2 separate regions of the Sus scrofa genome follow, and region 1 is linked to region 2. Evidence: chromatin contacts called from public Hi-C data. All regions are on one chromosome and are shown on one strand. The core of a region is the stretch at or near the end of the contact, and the rest is flanking DNA. Distances in the headings are between cores, read along the strand shown.

Region 1 (6,272 bases), core at 213-2,712, 540 kb after region 2:
TAGTGCTTTCCTAGCCCTGAAGCCTGCCTTGTTTATTTGTTCAACAGGTTTGTTCAGCCATGGCACAGCCTGTTCTGACTCTGGAACATTTACAAGATGAGCCAAAAAATCACAAAAAAATGGTTTGCTCTCGGAGCTAAAGGGCGGGGCAGCCAGGGTGGGAGACTAACTTTTTGGCTTGTCCTTTGCGATCTTTTTCCCTCCTGCCCTCAGGAACCAAAGGGACTTTAATGGGGTTTCCTGCCTCAGTCTTTCCAGAACCAGCATGTGACCAGACTAGAACATTCACCTGTAAGACTCCTGGTTCTCAGCTGCACCCTCATCAGCTCTGTTCCAAACCCCAGCTTCCACCCTCTGAGTTCAAGCCACAGCCTGATCCACCTGACCAGCCCGGGTATGGAGGCACTGGGCCCAGCACCTGGATCCTTCTGCCCCCTCTGCCTGCAGTAATCTTTCTCCCTGATTGTGAGCTCCTGTTTGTCCTTCAAAACCCAGGTGTCATGTCACCACCTCTATCTAAAACCTTGAATGGACTCCCCAGGGAGTCTGCCGGCTACTTTTTAAAAATTTAAAGAGCCCAACCAGGATAATCAGGATAGCTACAATGCTAAATTTTGTTGCTTTTGTCAGACTGGATACTAGCTCAGTATAGCCCTGTTAGTTATTGTTGAGCAGAAGTACTTATCTGCAGTTACATAAATATCTGGCTACAAAAAACTTGGAAAGGACCCCCGTAAAAATGCAATTTGTCTGGCTGACAACATAATTTATTTACACCTTAATTATTCATTAATTAAGGATGGCAGAAGGGCTGGGGTAAGGATGACAAAAGGAATCCCAGTGGTAAAAAGGTGACTCTGAGATCCTACATAGCCTTTGGGTGCAGGTGCTGGCTGTCTCATTTCCCCAAAAGGCTTAGTACACAGTAGGTGCTCAGAAAGTCCTCATTGAATATTGTGTGTGAAGATGTAGGAGTATGTGAGGATGATGACACTGGGGTCGCTGAAGCTACTGTCCACCCCAGTTGGCTGTCCCATAGGCACTAGATTCGGAACAACTCAAAGCTGTCCTCCCTGGGCTCTTTATCCTCAACCGGGAGACATGCCAGTGCCTTGCACGCACCCAAGTAGCACTAAGGCTGGTCAGGACTTGGGGACAGGGCTGTGTATTCCGGAGCCCCTCCAGGGAGCAGGGGTAACAGCCTGGATTCCAACACCCACGGCAGCCCCCCTGCCCCTTTGCTCCAGGCAGCTCCGCAAGAAGCCTCGTCTGGCCAGCTGTGGGAGGTGCCATTCTCTTTCATTGCCAAGATTAGCTCAGACCTTAAAAATCACAGCCTGGCGCCTGCTCTTCTCATGACAAGGGAAAGAGTAGATGTCAGAAGCCTCCTTAGGTATCTGGAAGAGAACAGCTCCCTCCGCTCCCTCCCTTCCTTGTATGAGGTCATTGAACCAGGATGACAAAGCAAACAGTGATGTGTTGGGACTTGTTCCCGGACTCATTCCAGGGTTTCTCCAGCCCCTCCCTCCTCCTCCTCCTCCTCGCAGAATGGCAGACCCAGGTGTGGACAACAAACTGAACTGGATTTGGTCCTGGGGATCTGGGAGACAGACCCTAGTTGGGAGGCATCCTCTGTGATGGTGAAGAGGTCCCGAAAGACCCTGGTGGAAGTGGGAATGGGAGTATTAGCTCCAGTGGACACCTGCACAGTCCTCCAGGCTTCCGTGTGCTTTCATGTATTCTCACATGTGTTAAGGGGGGCAAGAATTCTTTTCTGACTTTACAGATGCGAAAACTGAGACTTGTGTATAGTCAGCAACTTAATCAGGGTTACATGGCTTGGGTGACAGAGCCAGACTTCAGATTAGTTTTGTGACTCTAGTTACAACACCTTCCCACCTCACCACAGTTCCTTCAACTTCACTCATTGGTACACCTCCTTTACACTTGGTACCGTGTTGCAGGCCACCGTGCATTATTGGCTTCATGTTCTTCTTCAAATAAACTCACTTTAAAAATTGACCTCAGGGGGGAAAAAAAAAAAAAGAAAAAGAAAAAAGAAAGGAGCTCCCTGGTGCTCAGTGGGTTAAGGATCTGGCATTGTCACTGCTGCGGCTCTGGTATAGCTGTGGCGCAGGTTTGATCCCTGGCTCTGAAGCGGAACTTCCACATGCCAAAAGTGTGGCAAAAAAAAAAAAAAAAAAATTTTTTTCACCACATTCTACACCATACATATACATGTGTGTACGTAAGTATATATTCCTATACGTAACTGCTAAAATTAGATATTTTTTCATTCTCCTCCCCTAAAGGCAATTCCCATAAGGCTGCGCAATTTGAGAAACTGCCCAAATGTCCCCCGCCCTCGCGGCATTGCTAACGATAGATCTTTATAGGCTGGTAGCCAAGTGGCTGCCCTTGTTGAAATGCTCTGCCAGTAGGATCACTCAGGGCTGCCACTGTCATTGTTAGGGCTGTGCCTCCAAATCACAGAATTACTGAATCAGGAGGGATAAGAGAGAGATCATGGAATCCAACTCCTAAAGGGCAGAACCTTATACAGCACACCCACTCAGAGCCCTCAAGATTAAGGGAGCACCATTCCAAGACAAAAAGAGGAACCAGATGTAGTCTTTGCTCCAGAAACTCGCAAAGCTTACAAACATAAACTACTGAAAACTAGAAGGAATAAGCAGAGGATCTGGAATCGTGGTTCCACCATGAACTTGGCATGCCTTTGAGCAAGTCTCTTCCGGTTTCTGAGCCTCAGTTTCCTTAAACAGAGGTGATAGTGTCTCCTCTTTTTACCTTTTAAGTCTGATAAATAAAAATTCAGAGTTTGGAAATGAGTGATATATCAAAATATCAATCAAATTAGATACAATTTTTGTCAATTGTTCCTCAATAAAGACAGCGCGGGGGGGGGAGACAAGTGTGAAAAATTCTCTGTAAGACAGTGTGTAAGTAATAGATAGGCAATGCCTAAACTCCTCCATAAAATATTTGCATTATAACTAGAGAAAGACTTTCTCCAGGTGGAACTAAGCACCAGAAACAGGCTGAGAAGACACTGGTGACCTGACCCAGCTTGCTGCCCCAAACCCTTTCAGAATCCTGATTTTGAGAGAGTTCAGGATCTGATTGTTACTCTTGCTTTGCTTTGAAACGCTCGTCTACTGGCTTTGAGCCCCACCTGCAAATTGCTGCATAGTGATGGGTCTTTACTGCCCTCTTGTGGTCACTTCTTGCCACAGTTGCACTGACTTTTGAAGCGGTGTGCGTGACAGCCAGAGGAAACCAGAGCCAAGCCTCACGATCAAGATTTTCCAGAGCCAGCAGAGGACTTAAAGCCCAAATTAAAACCATCTGCTGGAATCCAGAGCTTCTTGACGGGAAGGGGTAGTTTCGCTTGATTTTGCCCCAAGTAGGATAGGAATCCAAGCCTCTGCCTGCACTAACCCTGTTAAGACGGTTATCGCCTAGACTGTCCAGCTTGTCTGGAACAAATTCTGGAAATGAAAGCAGCTCAAAGGTCCCTTCTCCGCCCCCAAAACCCAAGGGTAGAAAGGTCCAGGACTAGAACTTGCCCTCCAACCCTCACCCCTGTAAAGCAACAGTTAACAGAGCACCTATTTTGTGAACTGGGAGGTGCAATGAGGAACAGGTAGCGTACAAAGTGAGATGGTTCCTGTCCCCAGCTCATAAGGCTCGCAAACATAAATGACCCAAGCACACTGCATACATACAATTAACGGATATGGGACCATCCGAGCAAGGGCCAGAAATCAAAGTGCTGTAGGGCTAGTGGGGAAAGAGAGCCTACTAACAAGCAGGGGAACAAGAGCTTCCTGAAGACAATGAGACTCAAGACAGTGAGACTCATTTAAAGAAATGAGCAGGACCTTACCTAGCAGACGTTAGCAAGATCACAATGATGCTGATAATAACTACATTTGGGGGAGCCAACTGTGTCCAGCGTGGCTAAAATTTGAGAGATGGCTCAGTTATTTAATCTCGACAGCGATACTGAGGTATTTTCCCTATTTAAGAGCCCAGGAAACCAAAGTTCAAGGCCATGTACAGCAAGTCTTGATGGCAAATATTGGAAGAATTAAAAGCAAAAGTTGTGTTTGGGTCAAAGAGTCTATTATTACTAGAGTATTGGGTGTACTTGGTCAGGTGCAGAAAGGAAAAGACAAGGGCATATGGGAGTGAGTTACGATGATGAGAAAGTATAGGAGCCCTGGAGTTCCTGCTGTGGCTCAGCAGAAACGAACCGAACTAGTATCTATGAGGATGTGGGTTCAATCCCTGGCCTCGCTCAGTGGGCTAAGGATCTGGCATTGCTGTGGCTGTGGTGTAGGCCGGCAGCTGTAGCTCCAATTAGACCCCTAGCCTGGGAACCTCCATATGCTGCAGGTGCGGCCTTAACATAAGAGAGAGAAAGAAACAAAACAAAACAGGCACCCTATGATAAGGGACTTTAAAGCCGCAAATGAATTTGGACTTAATGCTTTGGATAATGGAGAACATTCTGAGATTTCAAAGCAAAGGATTCTGCCCAGTGATGTACTTTAGGGTAATTCAGATGTGTGACGAGAGCTCCACAAGGCAGACACAAGGGGCAGGGAGGTCTATGAGGAGTCCTGAGGCAAGGGGAGTTTGGGCAAGGGGCAATGCAGAGGAATGAACCCTAAAGCCTCTACTGGAGAAACTGTTAAGACTGACCTGGGGTAATGTGATCTTAAAAAATGGTCACCAACAAGGACCTACTGTACAGCACAGGGAACTCTACTCAATATTCTATAATAACCTTTGTGGGGAAAGAATCTGGAAAAGAATGGATATAGGCATCACTGAATCACTTTGCTGTACACCTGAAACTAACATGACATTGTAAATTGACTATACTCCAAAATGAAAATCAAATTTTAAAAATGATAAAAAAAAAAGAAAAAGAAAAATGCACTTCAAATGGCTGAGCAAAACAAAGTCACAGTGTCTGGCTTCAGACAAAGACCTCAAGAGAGTTAAGTTACGCTTCATGATCTATAACCCTCAACTGCAAACATTTACGCATGATGGTTACAGAATCCTCTTCCACTAAAAGTCTTATGAAACCTGCAGAAATGCTTCCTCAAGAGATATAAGACACAAATGAATTTACAAGATGTTTGTTCTTTCCTGGGTTAGGTGGCAAGAAAAGCTGCCCTCTACAGGAGATAAAGAGACTTTGACTTTTAAGGATAAAGGAAGACTCTAAATGCTACATTTAAAATTCCGTATCAAATTTGCAATTAATACAGTCAGAATCAAGAATGCAGAATGAGTTCAAATGGAGTTACTATTAAATCCGTAACAATTTCACACTGCATATTTATTTTTCACATTTTCCAAATGAAATAGAAATCTATTTGAAGTTATGTCATCAATTTTTATTGATATTTCATTAAAATGTGTTACAAATAAGTTCTATAAAGCCTTGAAATAGAAAACAAACAAACAAAAAAAGATCGGCTTGGGAGATGAAGAAGGTGGAACTACATTCTGTGGGAACCAATGTCCCCTATTCTGAGCCTTCGAACCTGTCATCAATGCTAGGGCCTCTTGGGGGGAGAAAGACTTTTGGTCTCCCATGGAATAGACGTCTCAGTCGCACCCTGGACCGTGGTTGTGCTAAACCTCTAAAACCAAAGCAGGGCAAAGTCCTGTCACATTGCTGAAAAGAAAGCTTAAAAATGGTTCTCAATGCCCACATCAAGCAAGGAATCTCAGCATCGAAGAGCAGCCTGTTACCCGTTAGATGCTGTGACCCACCCTCCACAAAGGTCAAGGAGAGCTTTACATCATTTCCCAGCAGTTCGTCAAACCGTGTTTGGTCCAAACAGGGTTGGACCAAACCTTGTATGGGAACTCGGCCCCGCCAGGGGTTTGGATTCCTGCTTGTGATTGCCACAGGGCTGGCAGGCTTCCCTCTGGCTCCCACTCTCAGGAAGCCGTCCACAGCTGCTGGTCACTTGTCACACCCCATCTGGGAGGTGGCAGCATTTCAATGGTAAGGCAATAAATCCCCAGGCTGTCGCTAATTTGATAGGAATTGTGTTCAGTTTCCCAAAGCGTCAACTCCATCCAGTTTCAGTGAAGGAGTAATGGGTAAAGGCTTGTAATGGGCTATAAGGAAATAACAGGACTCCATACTTCCTGTCCTAGATTAGGACAATTCCAGGGACAATATTTATAGCAAGCCCTCAACAAATATTTATTACATATGC
Region 2 (6,344 bases), core at 1,437-3,936:
AGTCTTGAACACCACAGAAATCGTCTTCTTCATTGTCAATTAATTCTGTGACGTGCCCGCCCTGGCTTCCCCGTACTCTAACGCAGGGATGTTTCTTTCGCTGCTTTTCTCACTCCGAGAAAAGCAGCGAAAGAAACGGTCTAGGCACCAAGACCATTAAGGACCAAAGCAAATGCTTCTACTCTCAACACTCTTGCCACCCCTGCCTTCCTGGTGGCCCTCTCTCCTGGTTCTCTCTGCTGCTTCTTCACCTCCACCCGAGTCCCCCGACCGCCAGCAGCTGCCACCTTCCCCAGAGCTGTTGTCAGTGCTCTCAGGCTATAGACTCAGCTTGAAGCGGTTCCCTGGTCCTGCGGGACGTGGCTCCCACATCTGCATCAACGAGGACGGCTCTTCCTAAGCTTCCGTCCCACACTTTTGGCTTCTTATGAACACCTCCACCTGGTTACCACCTCAACGCCTCCCCCTCAATATACTCAAACTCAGTACCCCACCCACTCACCCACCCCCGTCGTTAATTCTTGAGTTTCCACTCAGCGATCACAGCCGTCTGCGAGTCTCCCCGACTTCCTAAATCTGAGTTCATGAAGGCCTGCTGATGCCACCTCTGGAGGAGTCCTAGAATTTGTCCTTTCCTCTCCCTCCCTAATCCCACTGTGCCCCATTTTATCTGGCCTGGACTGGTTACCCCCCGCAGTTGCCCCATCCGCAGCGTCTTCGCCCTTGAATCCCATCAGACCGAGAGCATAAGTGAGATCGTGTCCCATCTGTGGTTAGAATCCTTGCTGGGCTCTTCCTCACCAGGACCTACCCTGAGCCCCTGCCACACAAAGCTCTTCCTTGTCGGGCACATTACTCTTCTGCCTCATCTCCCACTCCTCCCTGGACTCACATACCCTAAACGTGCAACTGGATGAATTAGTCCCAGTTTTCTGGGACTAATTTATCCGTCCACCAGCACACGACTCTCTCTGGGACATGCTTCCCGTGTCAGCTCCGTAGCATATTTCTACTAGCCCTTAAAGACCCAGCGCTACGACGTTTCTGCAAAACCCCGCAGACTGGGTTTTATGCACCTGTATTAGAGCATTTTCCACGCAGATGTTGTATTAATGTATCTGCCTATCTGCGCCCTGCAGCCCCCCAGACTGTAAACTCCCTGGTCTGCTCAGTCCATGGCAGATGCTCAAGTGTTTGCTTAGTTGATTCGGACAGACACAGGGCTTTTCCCTTTGACAACAAGACCAAGTTTTTAACCTCTGCATGCCCTGGCGTTCTTGGTAACAGTGCTACAGTTAGAGCAGGTGAGGATGAAACAGTTTCAGAAGTAAGTGCCAAGTGACAGAAGTGGTTAAAAGTGACTGTCTCCAAGTGGCTTGGGGCAGAGCACTTTCACTTTTCATTGAAGGCCTTTCTGGAGTATTTGCTTCTGTGGCCGTGTTCATGTTTCTTCAATAAAAGTAAAAAATATAGGGAGTTCCCACTGTGGTGCAGTGGGTTAAGAACCTGGTGTTGCTGCAGCTATGGGGTAGGTCAGAGCTGCAGCTTGGATTTGATCTCTGGCCTGGGAACTTCCTTATGCCATGAGTGTGGCCAATAAATAAATAAATGAATAAGAAGTAATAGATGTAAAATACTTTATTGGTTATGAAAAATCCATTGATATGTCTACCAAATGCAAAAGACCATTTTCCATATGTTTGAAAGGACAGGTCACGTGCCGAGGGCTTAGCTCTGGACAGGCTGCATAATGAGCATGTGCCAATGACCAGGGGGCAAGCCTAGCGTTAGGCTGCCCTCGAGGGTCACCTGGGCATCAGAGCCCTGCTTGTGAGAACAAAGCAGCAGCCCCGCAGAGAGAGTATCGCATCTGCTTCACCAAGTCTGCTTATATACAGCGATAACTCTGTGTGTTCACGCACGTGGGTATGCTGTGTTTGTGTGTATGGCTTTTTAGAAAACATGCAAAAATACTTTCAGGAAAAGAGGATTTTATTTCTCTCACTCCCTGACATGGGTACAGTGTGGAGGGGAACAAGCCTTTGAAGGTTATGTCTCCCAGTTTATGAAAACTACATATACATATACATTTTTTTAGGGCCAAATCTGGAGCATATGGACGTTCCCAGGCCAGGGGTTGAACTGGAGCTGCAGCTCCGGCCCACATCACAGCCACGGCCACGTGGGATCTGAGTTGCATCTGCGACCTACATGGCCTCATGGAGACCGTGTCAGGTTCTAAACCCTCTGGGCCACAGGAACTCCCGAAAACTAGAATTTTAATGTTAGGCTGAAGATTTGCACACACGCGCACACACACACATTTGCTTAAAGGACGTGGCCTGAGTGCCGCTTAGCTTCGTGCAGCAAGGGTGAAGCTGAGATTTCTACTGAGGACCGAACACGCGGAGCAGAGACCCTGACATCAAGAAGGCGGTGCTGCCGTGGACAGCAGCAGACCGAATGGGCACATACCAGCCAGCACGGCTCCCACACAGAGTCTGGCGAAGGCCAGAGGGGAAGGTCGATCAATCTGGGCTAAAAGCATCCAACGGCTGTGTGGGAGAAGGACCTATTTTGCTTCGGTATGTAATTTCCTCAGGCCTTAACGACCAAAGTGTACCAGCACTGAATTCCCAAAAGGGAGCTGAGTCATGGGTACCTCGGTGCTGCGTCTGCAATCTCAAGTGGGTGACTCACGTCTGTAAAATTCGGAGAGAAAGTACCAACCGACCCGTTGCTTAGTCATCCCGTGCATGGATGCTGAGTTCATGAGCTCTGTAAACTATAATGAGCCATCTAGCCTTTTACCATCGCTTTATTCTTTTCTAAACAGTACAAATTACATCTCTAAAAATAACTTCATCTATGCAAGTGAGTCACTTCGACCTGACAAGCTTCCACAAGCTACCCAGCTAAATGGTAATATTTACTTGTAAAGGTACAAATCTTACTGTATATTAGCCTCCTTTTTTTTCCCCCCCATTTTGAATTTGGTGGACTTGGGAAAGGGAGGAGGGTGTCATCAAATGTTTGAAGGAAAATATGCTTTATTCCTAACCTCTGACATGGGCAGGGGTCGGGGCTGAGGCTGGGGGGTGGGCGAAGGAATCCTTTGAAAGCTCTTTCTAACACCTTATGAAAACTAGAATTTCCGTGTTTTGAGTTGAAGATTAATGAAAGATTCTGAACTTTTCTTTTAAGTAAAGAGTGATGATTGGCCGTTGCCGGAGAAATAGCAGTAATTTCATTTACTCTAAAATCCTGACCTGTGAATTTACGACATTTTGGACAAAAGACCAGGCACGCTAATAAATGCATGTGCATGAAACATTAATCTTTACTGTGCCAGGAGCCAGTTCCCTTACCACGCCCTGGATTCTCCAGCCACACAATGAAGCTTTGGTGCCCCACCCGTTTGCTGGGTAGCTGTCCAACCCCCAGGCCTGCCTGTTGGCCTTTGGTTTGTTTGTTTGCCTTTCCCGGCCTGGCACTGCCAGCTCTCAGCAGCCCCGGCCCAGGCCTGTCCCAGTTTGGCAATGCGCACAGGGAATTCGACCTGAGGCAGGAGCAGGTTACCTGCAAGGAGCTTATAGCTTCATAAATTCAGCAGCACTATTGAAATAGCAAAGCACTGTGAACCTACACTCTGGCCGAATCAGAGAAGACAGGAAGAGTTTCTCATCAGTGTTTGGTCAGGAATGGAATTACTAAGACCTCTCTAGGCCTAGAACGTTTTCAGGGCTGTTTCAGCTTCTCCTTTAAGAGGTGAGATCACTTGACCTCAATCAGATGGCCACGTGATCAATCTCCCCCAGGGCACAGGGTGCTGGAGAAAAGAAAGATCCCTGGCCTATCTGCAAATTCCCCAGGAAATGCCCTATAAAGCCCACTGCATGGGTCTAACTGGGCTGAGGCTAAATCACATTGAATCCTTCCATCTCCTGTTCATCTGACTTGTCCCAAGGAGGTCACCTAGAGTCACCTGGTCTCTGCTCTTCACCCCAGGGAGCAGCTGTCCCCTGTGGTGGCACCTACTGCATGCAGCCCGTTGGGTCTGGTCCTGTCTATAAGATCTTCACTAATTCAGCTTCGGCCCTGGGCGCCTGCTGTGGCCTGAGCACTGCCCCCAGGAGCTGTCCCTCATCTACACCCGCTGTGGGCTCTACCTCACTCTGGCTCCCCTCCAGGAGTCATTCCCACACGTTTGCTGTTCCTCAACCTCCTTAAGCCTCTCCTCTTTCATCACTTGCAAACGGTGGTGGAGACATTGACCTCTCAGGGTGCGATGCTACAAAGACACCTGTAAATCAGAATGCGTTATGGAGTGTGCTCTGACCACTGGGTTGCTGGGCTCCTACTGAGCGCCTGTGGAGCCCTGTGCATAATAATAACAACATAATTGAAAGATAACTTAGCTGTAGTTGTCCTGGACCCAGGCAAGCAAATTAATCAGAATAATGAAGCAAACATGCATGACAATTAAAGAACCATTCTGTAGAATCTCTGTTAAAGTCTCCTAATTGTGTTATTCAGACTGAGACGGAGGTGATCAGCTTAGAGAGAAAACTGGAGCTAGGTTTTAAGAAATGGTGCAAGAGGAGTTCCCCTCGTGGCGCAGCGGAATCGAATCCGACTAGGAACCATGAGGTTGCGGGTTCGATCCCTGGCCTCGCTCATTGGGTTAAGGATCCAGCGTTGCCGTGAGCTGTGGTGTAGATCACAGACACGGCTTGGATTGGGCGTTGCTGTGGGCTGTGGTGTAGGCTGGCAGCTGTGGCTCTGATTGGACCCCTAGCCTGGGAACCTCCATATGCCATGGGTGCAGGCCTACAAAAGAAAAGCCAAAAGAAATGGGGCAAGAAATATACGGGGGCGGGGGGGGGAATGGAAGCAGGGGGGGCGGGTCGAAGAGACAGCAAAGAGGCCAAAGCTGAGTGAGAGCGAAAGCCTGGTGTGCAGGAGAGGCCAGTGGGCACTTCTGCGCGGAAGAGAAACACAATGCAAGTGGCATTTAATACAATTAATCAGGCGGCAGGGCTCAGAAGCGACAAACCAACCAGCTGGCCCTGAGATGATCCTGGAGTGGGGTGACTGGCTATAAACCCGGGCGGGCAGAGGCATGGGAGTGGATATATATCGCCTGCATTTCTGGAGCGCAGGACGGGTTCCCAGCGGCTCCCAGGTGATTTAATCTTCACAGCCCCCCTGTGAAGCAGGCAGGATAAGCAGCAACATCATTTCAGAGATGAGGAAACAGACTCAGGGCCAGTACGCGGTGAGGCTAGGAACTCAACCCAGGTTTTCTGACTGTGGGTGAGAATTCTTTCTACTACGCGGGCGGTTCTCAAGACTAGCAATGCATCGGACCTACCTATGCGGCTATTTTTAAAATACACAAGGTCAGCAATCCACTCCCCACTCACTGCCCTTTCTGGATTACTAGAGGCAGGGAGGGAGGGGTTCAAGGGGTCAGACGTTTTCAAGGCTTCGAGGGCTGAAACCCGGTGCGGCCCAAGTAGATGAAGGGGGTAAAAAAAGAGGAGAAATGACACTCCATTCCAAGGTTTGGAGGCTCCGTTTCAGGAGTCGGGTCCATGCCAGGCACAGCAGAAGAGGCTCAGTCCAGGGAATCTGGGAAAAGCCATCTTCTAGCCTGGGATGCTGTGTCCGCCCCCTGGGTCTGTCTTAGCTCCTCTCCTTTATCTTCACCAGCCAGAGTAAAAGTTCTGCATTCTTCCAGAAGACTGGCTGAGAGCAGGGGCTGTGAAGAGGGCCTCGGGTGCTGGCGGCCTTCCCGCGCTCCCAGCCTCCTGATGCGCTCTCATCACCCCACGCGCCACTTCAGCCCCGTCAGTCCCCAGCTCACACGGCGTCTTTGAACGTCCTCCAGTTCCACAGATCTCCAGGGGTCCCGACCCCCTGTGGGCGTTCTCGATCTCACAGACCTCCCTGCTAGACAACTTGAACCTGCCGGCATCGCCATCTCAGCACCACCTGTATTTCCCACCAGGAAGAGGCTTAGTGACTATTTGTTGACGTTATGTGGTAACCATGGAATCCGGACCAAACTGAATCAACTGTCCAGTTCTCAGCTTTTTGCTCTACCCCCATCCCCCTTTGGAGCCAACAGAAACTTCTCGCAAGCTTCACTCACACCAGGGCCTGAATCCTAGGGATGGCCCACACATGCTTTCCCCTTATTTTGAGCCTTTGTTCGAGCAATAGGTCCCCCCCACCCCCCACCCCCTGCCACCCCACCACCCTGCAACCTTTTACTATATGGGATTCATCTTCCACTCTATTTCCCTGTCTGGGGCTACACATTTTAAAAGATTTTGCCT

The links. A called contact is a pair of places that touch in the nucleus more often than the background predicts.
Region 1: a Hi-C map of embryonic fibroblasts shows a contact between it and region 2, with 3 times the contacts expected there. A contact is called at or near these places in 6 of 47 Hi-C or Micro-C datasets (adipocytes, embryonic fibroblasts, fibroblasts and 1 more) and 1 of 2 datasets of targeted methods (skeletal muscle).

The regions. Positions count from the first base shown.
Region 1 is chr3:111,494,494-111,500,765 of Sscrofa11.1, forward strand. No RefSeq gene overlaps it. Among named protein-coding and RNA genes, the nearest start is that of SUPT7L, 34 kb to the right of the region's middle.
Region 2 is chr3:110,956,680-110,963,023 of Sscrofa11.1, forward strand. All of the region lies in intron 10 of BABAM2 (BRCA1-A complex subunit BRE), which reads right to left. Among named protein-coding and RNA genes, the nearest start is that of FOSL2, 120 kb to the left of the region's middle.